Linked DNA regions of Macaca mulatta: region 1 is linked to region 2. The links are chromatin contacts, called in public Hi-C maps. All regions are on one chromosome and are shown on one strand. The core of a region is the stretch at or near the end of the contact, and the rest is flanking DNA. Distances in the headings are between cores, read along the strand shown. Region 1 holds the start of GRIA2 (glutamate ionotropic receptor AMPA type subunit 2). Region 2 holds the start of PDGFC (platelet derived growth factor C).

The links. Hi-C and Micro-C count contacts between places; a contact is called where the count stands out from the background.
Region 1: a Hi-C map of fetal cortex germinal zone shows a contact between it and region 2, with 4 times the contacts expected there. The contact joins the promoter of GRIA2 here to the promoter of PDGFC in region 2. A contact is called at or near these places in 2 of 14 Hi-C or Micro-C datasets (fetal cortex germinal zone and fetal cortical plate).

The regions. Positions count from the first base shown.
Region 1 is chr5:165,840,729-165,844,897 of T2T-MMU8v2.0, forward strand. GRIA2 (glutamate ionotropic receptor AMPA type subunit 2) reads left to right here and starts at 2,084. Exons shown (of 16, transcript NM_001185014.3): 1 at 2,084-2,630; 2 at 3,166-3,306. The coding sequence starts at 2,543.
Region 2 is chr5:165,593,146-165,597,388 of T2T-MMU8v2.0, forward strand. It overlaps PDGFC (platelet derived growth factor C), which reads right to left and starts at 2,827. Exons shown (of 7, transcript XM_078002393.1): 1 at 2,795-2,827; 2 at 1,814-2,047. The coding sequence starts at 1,931.

The DNA of each region.
Region 1 (4,169 bases), core at 834-3,333, 250 kb after region 2:
CAGTCAATTTTGAGTTCATATCTGCCCTTGACTTTGAAATAGGTTAAGATGAAAATAGTTTTAAAACATTCTTATTTTTAAAAATTCAATTTACCTCAACTCACATTTTAAACATCACATTTTTTCATATTCAAGCTTCGCGTCTCTCTGTCCTCACTCTCTTTAATTCTAAGTTACTTTTTATGAAATTAAAGTTTTCCTGTGGAAACAAGTGAATCGAGAAAAAAAAAGAAAATAACTACAGAGGTATTTTAAATTTTGCTCTGTTCTGTTATTAGTGCTTTTACATTAACAATTTTAAATAGGGAATAATTTCCAATCATTTTTTATGCCTCACATCACAATTAATGTATGATTTATTTATTTTTTATGTTACAATTGTGAATATATGTAAGTCATATCTCATTTTATTTTTTATTGATTTATTGTAATTTTAATTAATTTTATGTTATTTTTATTATTAATGTTTTAAAGGTTAAATGCATTTTTATTTAGAAGACCTGCTTTATATATAGTGTGGAGTACTTATACTAATAAATTCTAAGGGGTAAAATTAAGAGATATTTTAGCCTATAGTTTATAAGCTTAATAATACATTAAAGCTATTCTCACTTCATGGTTTAGGACTATATCAAAAAGAGGGAAAGGTCATAATTTGAAATGACAGCAATATAGGATCAAAGAGCCATAGAAGTCACTTTGCTCATCATCATTTTGAAAATGGGAAAATTGAGGCCAATGTGATTAAGAAGCAAGCATAAGATAACGCAGTCAGCAATGAAGCTGCAAGCACAAGAAGGCAGCCTGATAGACTCATGACATTTTGGAATACTAGCAGTTCTCTTTTTAGTACTGTAAGCTCCAATTTCCCTCTTCCTGGAAATAGTTCCTTGCTCTCAATCCGTCTTTATTTGTTTAAACCACTAAAGACATAGAACTTGGTGGGGCTTTTCTGAGTCCGCAGAGGGAATTGTCAGAGCAGGTTCCCAGGAATGGGCTTGGAAAGTACCGTGAAGAGCATAAATTTCACACAGGAAGTCCAGTCGTCTATCTCCCCATCAATTCTCTTCCCTCAAACTTTTAATATCTAACCTCATCTTTCTTTCCCAGTGGCCCGCGTGTTCAGTGCGGCGAGGTAGCTTACTTTCTTTAGGCAGTGATTTTTGGAAACCCAGGGTCAAAACGCGATGGGGAAACAGATTTCTAAGTAAGTCTCTGGGAAAAATATCTGCATCTTTGCGGCCTTTCTAGACTAGCTTCATCTTCTAATCACTTTCCTCTAATAGCCTTTCGTTAAACCAGAGTCTCTTGCTTTCAATCTGTATAAAGCAAGGGCTTCTAGGAAACGAAGTCTACATGACTCTACAACGGGAGGGATTGCAGTGTAAGCTGCGAGAAAGACCCGTGCGCTCTGTGACTAGGCGAGTCAGCATCACAGCCCAATGGAAAATACTCTAAAGATGGGATTTTCATGCAAAATATTTAAAAGATTCCATCTTGATCTCCTGTGCGGCTTTAGCATTTAAAGATAGAACTTGGGGTTCTCCCCGGATCCTGGCTACATCCCATGAAGCCCAACTACACAATTTTGGAATATTTCCTCCACGGTGCTTTGCTTGCTTGTTTGCTTTCGGTTGGGTCAGGTGAGGTGGATGACAGGGCTTCTCTATTGCTAAATGGGTTTTCACAGGAGATGGAAGATAAAAATCAAAAATTATTTTTAACGTAAGACAGCAGGGCCTGGTGAGAGGACGCTTCGCCGCCAACAATGAGCAATTCGGCTTCTATAAAGCAGCCGGAAATCAGCTTTGCTGCATTTGGTCCAGGTTGGAGCATCTCCGCAACAACTGCCATAGCCGCACAAAGGTAGCTCCGGGCGGGGAGCGACGCGCTGTCCTCGGTGCTGAAAGGCAGAGGCGAGCTGTGGGCGCTACAGCCGGGTAGACCCGAGGTCTCGCGGAAGGAGAGCGGCTATGGGCCCCGAGCTGTGCTTTCTCAGCGCCGCGCATGCGACGCGTCCACGGCGGTGCGGGGTGCCGGGCGCCGTGCGGGGGAGGGGGCGCGCGCGCCCGCCGCCTGCCTCGAGTCGCGCACGCGCGCCTGGGACTGCCTGCCCCTCTCTGTGACTTGCCTGTGTGTGTGTGCGTGTGTGTATGTGTGTGTGTGTGTGCGCGCGCGCGCGTGAGTGAGAGAGGAGAGAGGGAGAAGAGAGCGCGAGAGAGGGTGAGTGTGTGTGAGTGCATGGGAGGGTGCTGAATATTCCGAGACACTGGGACCACAGCGGCAGCTCCGCTGAAAACTGCATTCAGCCAGTCCTCCGGACTTCTAGAGCGGGGACAGGGCGCAGGGCATCAGCAGCCACCAGCAGGACCTGGGAAATAGGGATTCTTCTGCCTCCACTTCAGGTTTTAGCAGCTTGGTGCTAAATTGCTGTCTCAAAATGCAGAGGATCTAATTTGCAGAGGAAAACAGCCAAAGAAGGAAGAGGAGGAAAAGGAAAAAAAAAAGGGGGTATATTGTGGATGCTCTACTTTTCTTGGAAATGCAAAAGATTATGCATATTTCTGTCCTCCTTTCTCCGATTTTATGGGGACTGATTTTTGGTGTCTCTTCTAACAGCATACAGATAGGTAGGTACCCTTTGTGCTATGCTTTTGAATTGTGCATAATTTGGTGGTAATCTTTGTTCACAGTGTACAAATTAATTCATGTCATGTAGACTTATGTCATACCTTGACTGCATTCCAGATTTAAACTACCTAAAATATACATGTTTTTCTCAGGATGAAGCAAAAGGAAATGAGTATGGCTTTGATACAATAGAAGAAAAGGTCCTCTCATTTCAGATCCCCAAATTTTATTAATTCTGCCTTAGCGACATTTTCCAGTTTGCTCAGATTTTCTTGGGGTCTGAATACAAAGCTTGTGATTACATGGAAAGGCGAAGGTTTCTGGCCACCTACCTCGTCTTCAGACTCTCATATGGGTCTTGACCTCTTGGCTACCTTTTGGATATTCCACCCCCGCTGTCCGAGTCTGTAGATGTGTTTATTCGGCCCATTAGCGTGAATAAGAGACTCTTGGACTGTTGGGCGCTAGCGCGCGCCCCTCCTTTCCCTCCCGGGCACTGATACTGTTCTCTTGCTTGCTGTTTGTTCTTTGCAGGGGGGCTATTTCCTAGGGGCGCCGATCAAGAATACAGTGCATTTCGGGTAGGGATGGTTCAGTTTTCCACTTCGGAGTTCAGACTGACACCTCACATCGACAATTTGGAGGTGGCAAACAGCTTCGCAGTCACCAATGCTTGTAAGTAATGAATATTCATGCCTTTCTGCTGCTGCACGCGGAAGGCTAGCGAGTGTGAGTGTGTGTGTGTGCGTTTCTGGGGTGGTGTGTGCGTTTCTGTGTGTCAGTGTGTGGGTGTGAGTGACTGCACACGCGCGTGCGTGTGACGGTGTAGAGAGAAGGTGGCTGTAATCTCGGGGACCCCCGCTGGCTGGAGGGGGCTGAAGAGAGAGGGAAAGGACTTGAAGAGTGTGCGCATTAGGGAGCTGGGGTGAGGGTTGGAGTCAGGGAGGGCGGCTTTCTTGGGTTCAAGGGGTTTTCGCTCATCTTGAGTGCTTCAGGAGAAGCCCTCCCACCTCGCTCCCCATCGCGCGCCTGTTGGCACCCTGCCCACAGAGAACACGTTCAAGGCGCGCAGTCGGGCTGTTGGACAAATCCCACGGGGGACTGCTGGAGTCCGGTGACCTCCTGCCCCAGCAGCTGCAGCTCGCCCTCGTGGCCCCCAGTTTAGATCCGCAGTCCCGGCTGGGCTCACCCTACCGCCCTCGCGAGCCCCACGTTCTCCTCTTTGGGACAAGTTGTTGAAATGGTTCTGGAGTTGGGATCAGGGCTGTTACATAAGGCCCACCCGAGGGGCGAGGAGCGGGGCTGACGCAGGCCCAGGCCCGCCGGGTGGCGTGGGGGTGGGGCGGGGAGGCGGTGGCAAGGGGGAGCGCAGTCAATTTCTCCTGCTCAGTTGCGCTTCCGCTTAAGTTGGAAGGGGCGAGGCCGCCAGGGGCGCCGCGGTCAGCTTGCCAGCCGGGCGCGCTTTGTTCTCAGGTAGCTGGGCCCCAGCAGAGGCAGCCGGGGGAAAAGGACTGGAAAGCTGTGGGATCCTGCCGAGT
Region 2 (4,243 bases), core at 1,577-4,076:
CTTCACGACAGCTCTGGGCCCCTTACGAAGTGATGACAGCATGTGGAACACAAGAGAGAACTACAAGGAAAGGACAAAGAGAAGCACAGGTTAGCAAAGAGATTCGGGGAGATGCCAAGAAAGGCTTGATAAGACAAGGCAATAGGAGAAATGATATGGGACAGGAACAGTAAAAAACAGAAGCCAGGAAGCCAGGAATATTGTGCATTGTTGTCATTATGGAGGAGCTTGTCTAGTAAGAAGCAATATTTTGAACTGGACATTTATTTTACATGAGAAAGAACAAAGGTTGGTCTGATCTGTTTCCTGCACTAGTACAGCTGGTGCTGTGGCTCCTTTGATCACTTTCCCCCAGTCCTCTGCAGCTACTGTGATTAGAGATAGATCCCTAGGCTGCCCTTTGATCAGCAGCTCAAGGAGCCTGCAGGTGCCATGTGCCATCACATTAGCAAGTTGTAAGCACCACCATACTAATATTGGCTGATAAATGTGATACTATGTCTTGCTGTGCAGCAGCAAATACAAATAATGTTTGCAAAAGTCCGCAGAATCCTTGTTTTATCTATTTTTATACCCTAAAACTTTCTGTGCTTTCTTAAACATGAACACTTCATAGAGTTTAAATTCAAAGTTGAAGGTTTGAAATACCCTGATATGAAAAGGAAAAAAAATCACTGTGACTTAAAACTATAGCACACCCCATTTTAATTTTGCAGTTATGCCATTTGTGTTCATTTTGCATGGTTAATGAAGTGACAGAATCGATGATATACAAAGCAGTAAAAACATGTATATTCCTTTTCAAATAACAGTAAGAGCCACCACTTGTAAACAGGGCATTAAACATTCCAATTTTAGACAGCCTACATGAACACTGTGGTTTCATGTGCAGTATAAAATTTCTATTTACAAAGTATTCTCAAAAATGACTTCATAATGGTAGATGAAGAGAAAAAGAGTTTAGAAATTGAATGATGTAAATCATATGGGTTCAGAGGCTAAGCAAATTACACACCCTGAAGCTGCCCTGGCTTTATGAAAGGAGCCTTTCTCCAGCTCTGTGCAATCCCAGCCCAAGGGAACTTGCATCTGAGAGTTTTCGAAACATTTCAGGTACACTTGAAAGCTGAAAGTAATTCTCATTTCCTATGCAGGATTAAGTCGCTTCCAGCACACACAAAATAGCAGTCATTCACCGACACATACTAAAACACACCACCAGAAAGGTAAGGACTTCAGAGTACAAAGGCAAGTTTAAAAAACAAAAAATAGGGCGCAAGAGAAATACACTTTTTAATTCCTCTAAAAACTACCACACAGCCTCTTGACCTCTATATTTCCTATCTACTCATTGATTAATTGATGACTTCGACCTAGAGTGCTTCAATTCATGCGGCTGATACATTTCCTGACCGATCCCCCTCGCCCTCCCCAAATCTGAGTAAAGTCAAACATGCCAAGACTCATTCATTTTGGATTCGTTTTTAGAGGCAGTTCTTGAACTTCTAACTCTGGCAATGAGCGAACCTGCAATGTGCATTTGAACTGACGTTCACAATCGCTCCCAGAATGTCCTCACTCTAACTGAGGCTGCAGTGGCACTCACGTTGCCCTCTTGGAGCTTTGTGGCAGCTCCCGAAGTTGCAAACTACACTTAACCTTCAACAGTCCATGCCAGTGAACGGAGCGCGCATTTGCATGTAGAGACCAAAGATACCTTCGCAGTCTGGTATACATCACATACCAACGCACAATGCCAACGTTAACACACACAGCGAGAAACAAGCAGGGGGAGAATGGGGGAAAGACTCACCGTTCTGTTCCTTGTTGCTGGAGAACTGGAATTTACTACTCAGGTTGGATTCCGCCTGAGTCCCCTGTCTCTGGCCGGCCAGGGCAGATGTCAGCAGGAGAAGCCTGAGGAGGAGCATTTGGCTGACTGGGACGAGAGCTCACTCACGGCGGGCACTTTGGAAGCAGCGACTCCCGAGTCTCTTTCACCACCGCCAGGGGAAGGCTGCACTGGGGTGGAAGCGCCGAGCCTGCTCTGGCAGCAGAGAATCGCAGGGTAGTTTCCACATAATCCCATCCAAAACTTTTTCCTAGAGCCCTCTTCTGTGTCTCCAGTTTTTGAAAAGGATCAAAGCAAAACCTGGACCTGAACCAGTTTCCCAAGGTTTAAACAAATCCTGAGCTGTTGGCGAAGTGGTGGGGGTGGGGGTGAAGGCGAGGGAGGAATGAGGGGGTGGGGACGCGGGGGAGCGGCGAGAAGTCACCAGCAAGTTGCTGGGAGCACCTGTCAGTTCGGGGGACAGGACAGAGGCGAAAACTCAAGGGTCGCGAGCAGCCAGACTGGAAGCCAAGTCGGCGGCGAGCAGTTTCTGATCAATAACAAAGCTGCCAATAGATGCGGCTCTCCGTGCGCCCCTCTCCCCCGCCCCACCCCCCACCCCCGAAGGGGGAGGGGGAAGAAACAAGGCGAGGGCGCCGCGGCTGGTCCCACGGGCCGGGGCGCCGGAGCGGGGCCGGGGGGCTCCGGGCCGAGACCGGCCCAGGCGCAGGCGGAGAGAGGCCCCGGGGCTCCTGCTCCCCAACCAGGCGCGCAGTCGGCGCCGCGTCCCGAGCGCCGCAGCACGGATTCCGGCACCTGGCTTGAGTTTTCCGCGACCAAAGTTCACCTTGTTCGGGCGCGTCCCCTGCTCCTCAAAGCCTGGGGCAATTCGGCCGCTCGGGGTCGCCGCGGGGCTCCGGTCGTTCCCCTCCCCTCCCCCCACGCCTCGGGCTCCGCTCTAACCTCGGGGCTCGGCGCGGCGTCTCCGCACGGGGTGAAGAGGGAAGGCCGGGGCGGCCGGGAGGATCCGGCTTGTCCCCTCCCCTTCTCTACCTTCCCCCCGCCCGGCGGCAGACAGGAGGTGGGGGCCGTGGGCCGAGTCCGGGCGGAGCGCGCGGCTGGCGAGCGGGGGAGGCTTAGCGGCTCTCCCGCAGGCGGCCGATGGGGCGGGCGGGGGTCGGCGCCTCTGGGAGGGGCAGCCCCGGGCCGCGTCCGCGCGAGCGGGCTTGGCCGCCCACTGGCTGTTAACAGGTGCTGCGCAGACAGGGGGTGTTGCGGGACTCGCTGTGGGCAAGACCCCGATGGCCCAGGCGAGGAACGCGGCCAAGGCGGCCCCAGCTTTCCTTTCCACGGAATACCTCTAACCCCAAATACAGAGCACGATGGGTGGTGAAGGGTGCTGCAGAAGTAAGAAGTGGGAAAGAACTTCTTGCAACTCTCCTTCTGCCGCCCCCTGTCGCCGGACTTGCCATTAGTTTCCAAGAGGGATCCCCACTCCCTAAGGTCTTTGCTAGGACCCTTGGCCAGAGTTTCAGAACGGAAAGAAGGGAAATGAATTCAAAGGTTTTTCTCCAATTTCCAGCTCCGTAAAGCAGGACAGATAAAGCAAAAGTAAAGGCAGCCAAAATAATAACATTCATTTAACAAGTACTATATTTACTGAATGCCCACTCTGTCGGGCACTGTTTAGAGGCTGGAACCGTAGCAGTGAAAACAGACAAAAGTCCCTGCCCTGGTGAAGCATACGTAGTAGTTGGGCAGCGTTAAGCTAATAGCAAGCTCTTCTGAGAACGGCGTCTAAGGGACTCAGAAGGATCCTGCAACCTTGGACTTTCCTACAATACAGCCTCTAACAAAACTAGGCTGCCCTGAACCCCTGTTGATAGAATTGTTTACATTTACACCAAAAAGGTCGAGAAATAACCGAAATCTGTATGTGGCTTGTGTTCAGGCTGACTTGGAGAGAGAGGCTGATGCTTTAAGACCTAAAGTTCTTATGAGGTAGTCTGAAATGAAACACACATGCCAAGCAGGGCCTATGGTGGTTCCATGTCTGCTAAATGTGTCTGTGACAGGATCCAACGTGCTTTCTTCGTGGAGAAGCAGAAAATCATTGTGAATGTGTTGAAGGCACAAGCAGAGAGTCAGAAAATTGAATTTTAAAATGAAGCTACTTTTGTGTAATAATCAAAATGAAAACTATATATATCAAGCAAGTGCCATGGCAGGCAAATCAGCAGTATCACCCAACTTCTTGTGAAAAAAAAAGTCAATGCAACAATTCGACCATCAAGGACACTTGGGCTGGAACAGAAAACCAAAATAGCAATGTCCCTGCAACTAAGGAGTGGCATTTGAGCAAGAACATATTCTTACTGGACCAAAGCAGGAGCTGATCCTTCTTCAGTGGTG